Regions from separate parts of the Gasterosteus aculeatus genome. Here all the other regions are linked to region 3. A link is a contact called in public Hi-C data. All regions are on one chromosome and are shown on one strand. The core of a region is the stretch at or near the end of the contact, and the rest is flanking DNA. Distances in the headings are between cores, read along the strand shown. Region 1 overlaps tcf4 (transcription factor 4). Region 2 overlaps tcf4 (transcription factor 4). Region 3 overlaps atp8b1 (ATPase phospholipid transporting 8B1).

Evidence for each region. A called contact is a pair of places that touch in the nucleus more often than the background predicts.
Region 1: a Hi-C map of skeletal muscle shows a contact between it and region 3, with 6 times the contacts expected there. The contact joins two enhancer-like sites. A contact is called at or near these places in 2 of 6 Hi-C or Micro-C datasets (skeletal muscle and whole body).
Region 2: a Hi-C map of skeletal muscle shows a contact between it and region 3, with 4 times the contacts expected there. The contact joins two enhancer-like sites. A contact is called at or near these places in 2 of 6 Hi-C or Micro-C datasets (both in skeletal muscle).

The regions. Positions count from the first base shown.
Region 1 is chr14:17,641,428-17,644,372 of fGasAcu3.hap1.1, forward strand. It overlaps tcf4 (transcription factor 4), which reads left to right. Exons shown (of 20, transcript XM_078088417.1): 18 at 568-797; 19 at 1,277-1,415. Among protein-coding and RNA genes, the nearest start is that of LOC120831919, 28 kb to the right of the region's middle. Within about 2 kb of position 1,329, at least 5 of the 9 cell types and tissues checked have open chromatin away from gene starts, as enhancers often do.
Region 2 is chr14:17,581,165-17,583,991 of fGasAcu3.hap1.1, forward strand. All of the region lies in intron 8 of tcf4 (transcription factor 4), which reads left to right. Among protein-coding and RNA genes, the nearest start is that of LOC120831919, 88 kb to the right of the region's middle. Within about 2 kb of position 1,532, at least 1 of the 9 cell types and tissues checked has open chromatin away from gene starts, as enhancers often do.
Region 3 is chr14:17,391,421-17,394,379 of fGasAcu3.hap1.1, forward strand. It overlaps atp8b1 (ATPase phospholipid transporting 8B1), which reads left to right. Exons shown (of 30, transcript XM_040198138.2): 26 at 1-57; 27 at 232-477; 28 at 633-771; 29 at 1,080-1,210; 30 at 1,295-2,771. The coding sequence ends at 1,528. Among protein-coding and RNA genes, the nearest start is that of atp8b1, 17 kb to the left of the region's middle. Within about 2 kb of position 1,446, at least 1 of the 9 cell types and tissues checked has open chromatin away from gene starts, as enhancers often do.

The DNA of each region.
Region 1 (2,945 bases), core at 79-2,578, 250 kb after region 3:
TGTACATTATGTTGGGGTCATAATGATGATGATGCAAATGTGATGATGAACCAGACAAGTCAAATGTGGCCCAAGCTGTGCTGCAGGGTTTGGAAACATACGGTCATGTGATCCAGCAAAGCTTTTGTTTCTCTGTATCAGATCACTACAAAATCCTTCCTCCATTTTCACACTAAACAAACAAAGATGTTACTCCAGACGGGATCAATATCACGGGATTAAAAGCTTCATAATGTAGTCCCTTCGTTTTAATTTGGCACAAATAGAAGTATTATAAGAATAATCAAGAAGTCAAATAAACATCCATCCAAAGTGCTTCCTTGGGTCATGTCTGCCAGTTTGCCCTGGAATGGATCCTCGTCTGGATATTCACTTCCTATTTAAACTCACAAGTCTGTGAACTCAACATTATCACCACGTGACCAATCAGAGGTCTGTTTCCATGCCCTGCTCCCTGCTACCCCCCACTAAAGGAATCATCCGGTGTAGCAAGAAAATAACAACATATCCTCCTCTTCCTCCTTGCCCTCCTTCCCTTGCTTCCTCCTCCCTCGCTGGTTACCGCAGCAACAACGACGACGAGGACCTGTCTCCGGAGCAGAAGATGGAGCGAGAGCGGGAGCGCAGGATGGCGAACAACGCACGGGAGCGCCTGCGTGTCCGCGACATCAACGAGGCGTTCAAGGAGCTGGGCAAGATGGTGCAGCTGCACCTGAAGAGCGACAAACCCCAGACCAAGTTACTGATCCTCCACCAGGCCGTGGCCGTCATCCTCAGTCTGGAGCAGCAAGTGCGAGGTCGGTTTAGTGCAGACAAGCTCCCCACCGCCCCGAATACGCTTTATGATTATCTATTTATTTATTACAACAATATCAACAATAGGAAGTAGTATTCATCTTGAACCTTCTTTGACTGCAGTATTCCATTTTAGTAATTTGTGGATCTTAACGACTGGTAATATTCCATATTTAGTTTCCTCTGCTTTGAATCTGAAGTTACTTTGTATTTTGGAAATCGAGGTTCATGAGGTGAAAAGTAGTTCAACATATGCGGTGCTGAAAGAGTTCCATGAGAGGGCAGCAGTGGCACCTGGTGACTGTTCAACCCTGGCTCAGGTTCTTAGCTTTCCTACCCCCCCTCCCCCCCTCTCTCCCTGTCTCCCTCTCTCTCCCTCTCTCCCTCTCTCCCTCTCCCTCTCTCTCTCCCTCCCTCTCTCCCTCCCCCCCTCTCTCCCTCCCTTTCTCCCTCTCTCCCTCTCCCTCTCTCCCTCGCCCAGAGCGGAACCTGAATCCCAAAGCGGCCTGTCTGAAGCGCCGCGAGGAGGAGAAGGGCGCCGTGTCAGCGGACGGGGCTCCCCTCTCATTGGCCGCAGCGCACCATGCCATGAGCGACGCGTCAAACCCGCTGGGACAAATGTAAAACGCAGCGCCCCCCCTCCACCCCGAATGGTCAGAAGATTTCACTTAGAAACTAATCTGCTGTTGTACCTTTAACAAAAGACCTAAGAATCAGAATTCAGAAACCAGCTAACTGGTAAATCATTTACCATAAAGTTTGACTGAACTGTGGCAAAAGAAACATGTCGTCAATGAAAACAATTTGAGCTGAATATATCCTTCATTAACACATTTGCGCTCCCTCAAAGGGAAAAGGAACTTTCTATTAATTCATTGTCTGTGTACCTTTTAACAGAATTATAGAAACAAAAACTTCTGGTTCAGGAAGATTCTGGTAAAGCAAACACAGCGCCCTATTTGGCATATGTTAAGGAATAAAAATGCCTTTATTTAAATAGATGTTGTAGTAGTAGTCGAAGTAAAAGTAGTTTAAATGTAAGTGAATTTTAAATCAATTAATAAATCAACACCTATTGGAAATCATTCTAAACCCCACATTCACAGATGAAAAGGGATATATTGTTTTTACCATTATTATGCAGGTTAAAAGGTTAAAATTGACATGGACATCATGGACACATGGCAATGAGGTCAAATGACTCATTTGGAGAAGCTCCTGTTATTAATATCTGACTGAGCTGATGATCTGTGACGATTTAGTCCAAAATCAGAGGTCAGAACTTGAGTTTCTGTCGGGTCTGGTACATTTCAACAACAGATTGGCAGTAAGTGTGATTTTAATGTGTGACTGTGTGTATCTGTTGCTCTACTTTGTTCTGCAATTGCACAACGCCACATTGTTTCCTACGAATGTACCTTGTTAAAAGGAGTTTAACAACAAGACAGAGTGATGGAACACTGTGCCATAGTGCAACACTACATGGCTTCTTTCAAGTGTGTGTTGTGTGATCTTTTCGCCGATATGATATTCATAACTATGTTTTTCATTAGTGCACAACCCCCTGAAACTAAGAATGTACAATGTAATGACATTCATGGTCACCAGAGCATGAACACTAGTGTAGGGCTGCACGGTGTACGGGTTCAGACGGTGTACCGGTATCAGATTTAACTTTATTTATAACTTTATAACAACAAACACTCTTTAACAGGATAAAACACAACAGCTTGTCACACACAAACAATTTGCAACACTAATAATTGTACCTTTATAAAAATGACCCCGCTGAACTGCATGCTGGGTAAAGCTCACAACAAGAAGTAACTCTGCTGCTAGCAAGTTGGCCAGCGAGAGGCGAACAGCTGTTTGCAGCCACAACACGCTAACACGCTAACAAGCTAACTCGCGGCCAGCGGCAAACAGCTGTTCGGGTAGCGCCGGGCCTTTTCGGGGTGAATGAATTACCGTGATATACCGGGATACCGTCAGACTCTTTCCTAATATAGAGATATGGATTTTTAGCCATAGCGTGCAGCCCTACGCTAGTGATCTAGTGATGCCATCACTTTCAAACTGCCAAACTGTCTGTAGTAGTAGAAATGTATATTTCTTATCATTTTAAGGAAAACAACCAGAAAAGGATTCTT
Region 2 (2,827 bases), core at 282-2,781, 190 kb after region 3:
AATCCTGGAAGAAGCAGTACTGCTAAGAGCGGCAGTTGCATTTGATAATTGTTACATTTAACATCAATTTTGTATTAATTGCAGACTTATAGGGACTAACGCTATAAAACAACGTTGTAGCGAGACTCCTTGTAGAGATTCAACATGTAACCATTATCCCACCGCTCAGATATTCCTGTTTTTATACTCGCTGCCAATAGCGACGAGAATGAAATGAGTGAAATGAGTCTTCGTGTATGTTCTCAGAAGCCATCTCTCTTTTGTGCAGAAAATTCAATTTCTTAATCATTTTCCAGAAGCATTTCTTTTTGATTATTTGTTCAGTTTTAGATTTCGAATTTTATAAGTTTATATAATATTTTTCCCCACCTTGTGTTTGGTGTTTCAACATCAGCGAGGCTCAATCGTTTTTGATAGAATTAGTTTAACTACAGTTTTAAATTGACCTGAACATCAAGGTGCTTTTCTGACCCTGAACTGCAGCTTTGGTTAGATATCCAAACCAATTCTACTGCATGGTAGAATGTTCTCTCCGGGGACTCCGGCGTCCTCCCACAGTCCAAAGACATGCTCTGGGGATCAGACTGGAGACCAGTCCAGGGTGGACCACGTCTTTCGGCCAGAGTTAGCTGGGATGACTCCAGCCCCCCGAGACCCTGTATGAAGGTTAAGTAGTTTGTAGATTAGATGGATGGACAGTGATCAGATTGAAGCTGATCACTGTCCTGTCTTTTGCAATTTGCAGGTCAACATAAATACATACAATCATACAATACAAAAGACCAATCATTTCATTGCCCTCTGGAAGCTCTTTCAGCATGTATTTTACTGATCAGCCATTTGTTAAATTGATTGTGTTTCAATGAAATAAGATTTCCGATCAATGAAACAATAGAATCTGAATTCTCTTAAGTACTTTCATCAAGGGGTTTTTGTGACATCACATAATAATTTCCCTGGTTGTAGGAGCCAAATGTTCACATCAAATGTCTTTATTTTATTCTGTACACTGGGTGGCGCTGTTCTTGGGTCCTGTGCGCACCTATATAATTGATTGGGTAACAATTAACATCAGGTGTTGGACCCAGAGAGCGGAAGGGTTTTGACCGCTGTCGCGGAAAGAGAGAGTTGGTTCCATTGGGAACAAAACATTATATGTAAGAAATAAACTAAGATTAACAACACTCAGAACGTGTCTATGGATTATGTCTGCAAGCCAAGATGAACGCAGAGGCGATTACGGCAGGCAGAACAGCGCGTCATACAGACCAATCCGGGGGGAATCCAGCACCACAGTAGCCCAGGTAAAAGGCTATTTTAATACTGGGTTTGGGCTATGAAATCTATGGATACACACACAAACAGACACACACACAAAGTATCTGCAACAACACAACAGGTCTGATAGATTCGTGACAGAAATGGGATATAAAAAACGTGATGATGGTGAGCGGGCCGGACGTCACAGGTTTACAGATGATCTAACACTGTGATGTTTTTGTACTGGATGTAACTGAAGACATGAAAAACACACACACACACACACTCTGCCCAGGCTGCACCTGCTCTGAGTACAAACACAGCTTTAGACAGGGAATGCTTGCAATGTGTGTGTGGTTGGGTGCCATGACAACACTAAGAGGCCAAAAACAAAGTTCTTTTTGTGACAAAATGAACCATTGCTAAACAGCCTGCACAAGTACTGTGTATTTGTACCTGCAGACATGTGAGGTCCCTCATTACATTACATTACATGTCATTTAGCTGACGCTTTTGTCCAAAGCGACTTACAATAAGTGCATTCAACCATAGGGTACAAGCTCAGAGGAACAAGAAACAAGATTTCATCAAATAAGCCAATTTACAATTTGCCATAGATGAGTGGCGTTATAAGTACAATTTAAGTGCTAAAATTTGTTAGTCTTTTAGTCGAGGTAGAGTCTGAAGAGGTGTGTCTTTAGTTTGCGGCGGAAGATGTGAAGGCTCTCTGTGGTCCTGATGTCTTCAGAGAGCTCGTTCCACCATTTCGGAGCAGGACAGCAAAGAGTGGAGACCTAGTCGAGTGTTTTGCTCTCAGTGAGGAGGAACAAGCAGTTTATCACATGCAGAGCGGAGAGTGCGGGTCGGGATGTCGGGTTGGACCAGGTCCTGGATGTAAGCTGGACCCCATTCATTCACAGCATGGTAGGTGAGCACCAATGTTTTGAACTGGATGTGGGCAGCCACTGGTGAAGAGAGCGGAGGAGTGGAGTAGTGTGGGAGAATTTCACAAGATTAAAGACCAGTCGAGCTGCTGCATTCTGGATGAGCTGCAGAGGTCGAATGGTGGTAGCAGGAGACCTGCAGGAGAGAGTTGCAGTAGTCCAGGCGTGAGATGACAAGAGCCTGAATCAGTACCTGCGCTGCCTTCTGAGTGAGAAGAGGACGTATTCTCCTGATGTTGTAGAGCGTGTATCTACAGGATCGTGTTGTCAGTGATGTTGGGAGTCAGGAAGAGTTGGCTGTCGATTGTGACGCCGAGGTTCCTAGCATTTAAAGTGGGTGTTAACACGGAGTTGCCAAAGTTGACCGTCACGTCCTGGGTCGGAGAGTCTTTTCCTGGAAAGAGAAGTAGTTCAGTCTTGTCGGGGTTGATTTTCAGATGGTGGGCGGATCCACTGAGAGATGTCAGTCAGACAGGCAGAGATCAGAGTGAGGGAAGGAGAGAATTAGTTGGGTGTCATCAGCATAGCTGTGGTAGGAGAAGCCTTGCGAGCGAATGACAGCGCCGAGAGAGTTGGTGTAGAGCGAGAAGAGGAGGGGATCCAGGACGGAACCCTGAGGAACT
Region 3 (2,959 bases), core at 196-2,695:
CTCTACAATCTGGCTTACAGCAGCTTACCAGTTCTGCTGGTTGGACTTCTTGACCAGGTAATGAACCGGGCAAAATATTGCAGTTTCTGTCACGTTCACTGTGGATTCACAGCAAAGTAATCATTCCGCTCTGAAAGGACGCCGGGGGATGTGAAAGATGAGCCACTGTGTTTCAGGATTATTAAGGGAAACGACGTTTTAACCGTCCTCTTCTTCCTCCTCCCTCTGCAGGACGTAAACGACAAACTGAGCCTGAAATTCCCCAAACTCTATCTACCCGGCCAGCAGGGGCTGCTGTTCAACTACAAGAACTTCTTCATCAGCTTGTTCCACGGCATCTTCATCTCGCTCATCATCTTCTTCATCCCCTACGGAGCCTTCCTGCAGACCATGGGGCAGGACGGAGAGGCCCCCACCGACTACCAGTCCCTGGCCGTCGTCACCGCCTCCTCGCTGGTTTTCATCGTCAACCTGCAGGTGAGGTCCGCTTGTGAGGGCATGTGACCGCTTCATTAGAGTAAGCGCTGAATGGGAAACGAGGTTCTCCAACTGTGAGCTCCTGAAGGAGGAGTGTACGGATTGATGTGACGTGGACCCGCTGACCTTCGTTATCTCCTCCTGCTTTCCGTCAGATGTCTTTGGACACCTCTTACTGGACCTTCGTCAACTGCTTTGCGGTCCTGGGCAGCATCGCCATCTACTTCGGCATCATGTTTGACATCCACAGTGCCGGCATCCACGTCATCTTCCCCTCAGCGTTCACCTTCACCGGTCAGCAGCCTCCCTCCCTCCCTCCCTCCACTGGCTCTCTGGAGTTGCTTTAGAAGCTGCTTCTGAAATGTCTTTTTTTATTTTGAAGAGTTTTCCCCATTTCCCCAAGATTTGTATGAATTAGTATGTATTATATATTAGTATATCCATGAAATGGATAATCTGACACTCTTGTTTGAACCGATTTAGACTTGACTGTCTGCCAGATGTTGAGTTTCTGACCTGCAGCGTCCAACAGACGTTAAAGGGCCACATCCCTCCTGCTGTCCTCACTTCTCACGGCCCGTATGTATTCTGTGTATTTGCAGGTGCAGCGTCGAATGCCCTGCGCCAGCCCTACCTGTGGTTAACCATCATCCTGACGGTGGGCATCAGCCTGCTGCCCGTCATCTGCATCCAGTTCCTGCATAAGAGCATCTGGCCCTCAGTGGGCGATAAGGTACACGTCTCTAAACGGTCCCCTGTCCCGATGCAGCAGTGTTTCTCCAACGCTCCCTGGCTCATTTCCCATCATCCCTCGCAGATCCAGAGGAACAGGAAGAGGTACGAGATGGAGATGGAGGAGGAGGAGAGGAAAAAGCCGCCAACATTCCAGCGCGGCGGGCGTTCCCGCCGCTCCGCCTACGCCTTCTCTCACTCCCGCGGCTACGCCGACCTCATCTCGTCCGGACGCAGCATCCGGCGGCGCCCGGCGGGCCGCGGCGGGCCCCAGGAGAGCATCAGAGAGGTTCCCCAGAGAGCGGCTGAGAACATCTGACGGAGCAGAGCTGCATCCAGGAGGGCGTCGTGAATACGTTGAGGAGCGCTCGGTTTGTCTCTTCATTTTTTGGTCGGTGGAGCCGTTGTTCTCCTGTGGTCAATCAGTGGGGTCTGAGTTCACAGCGACCTCGTCCCTTTGGTTGATCTGAAACAGGAGACAAAGAGTCTCGTACCTCTAGGAAGGAAAGATGAATTGAGCGCTGCTGAATGTGCCGATGCTCCTCTGCCTCCAGTTCCCCCTCTTTGCACAGACTGTTCAGATGGAAGTGATGGGCGCCGTTACCGGGGCCGAGGTCATGCAGCGGCTGCGTGACTGATGATGTTTAACTCAGGGTTTGTTTTTGAATATAAGCCTTATTTTTACTCCTCTGGCTGGACGGGAAGCCAATACCTTATTTAATTTGTTTATTTTGGCAGTCATTGTTTTAGCCGGATGTTCGCAGAGCACTATGCTGTTTTATTCTAATTATAAAATATTTATACCGGTCAATTGTCCGTTACGTGCATGAAATCAGACATCTTTTACTTTTACTTCCGTCCATCTAAATGCGAAGCCAAGAATTTCCTTCAAAATAAACTAAAAGCTAAACAAGTCAAGATAAGCGCTTTTAATTTTTTTACTCCAATTAATGGTGGGATGTGGCTATGTAAGCTGGTTGGACGTGTCCCTAGATTTAAAAACGACATGTAAGTAGTTCCTCGTTCCTGTGCAGCATCACGTGTGACTGATGTCGTCACTACTTTAAGGAACCGGGACCTGTTTCCAACTTGAAGGCTTTTAAATACCTCTTTTCAAACCGGGATGCGGTTCTTTGTGGTACAGGTCTCCTTTTTGTCCCTTTACTTTTCCCCCATGTGCATAAACACGCTGCGTGTGGGATCCCCAGTTTGGCTTCATCATCAACAGTGTTTGCAAAATGTCAATTTGAGCGCTCCTTCCTTCTGATGGGGAAGGGAAGTTGCATCACGGGGGAAACCACAGTGAGGATCTCTGTGCCAACGAGGATGTTCTCCTGAACATCAGTCGGCTTCTTCTTCAAACAGCAGTGAGCCAGAACCGCCCCGTCCTCCATGCTAGGGTCACTGTATTGTTAGTGTTGATGTCTTTTCTTACTTTCTTACTGAATAAAATGAGGCAGTTTAGAGCTGCTGCTGATCGTACTGGGAAATGTTTGGTCATATGATGGTATTTTATCATGTGGTTGTTAATAAAAGCAAAGCGCTCGATGAGCAATCTGAAACCTCCGTTTGTTACTGTGACGCCTGCCGCTTGTTTTACGCACGATTGGTTTGAATGTGATGGAAACATTGAGCAGTGCATACACATAATGCACAGACCCAGTGGAAGGTTACACGTTTCTGTAACTTAGTCTGCATCAAGCGACTTAACCATGAATTACATAGTTCTGACTATCTGACAACTTAAATA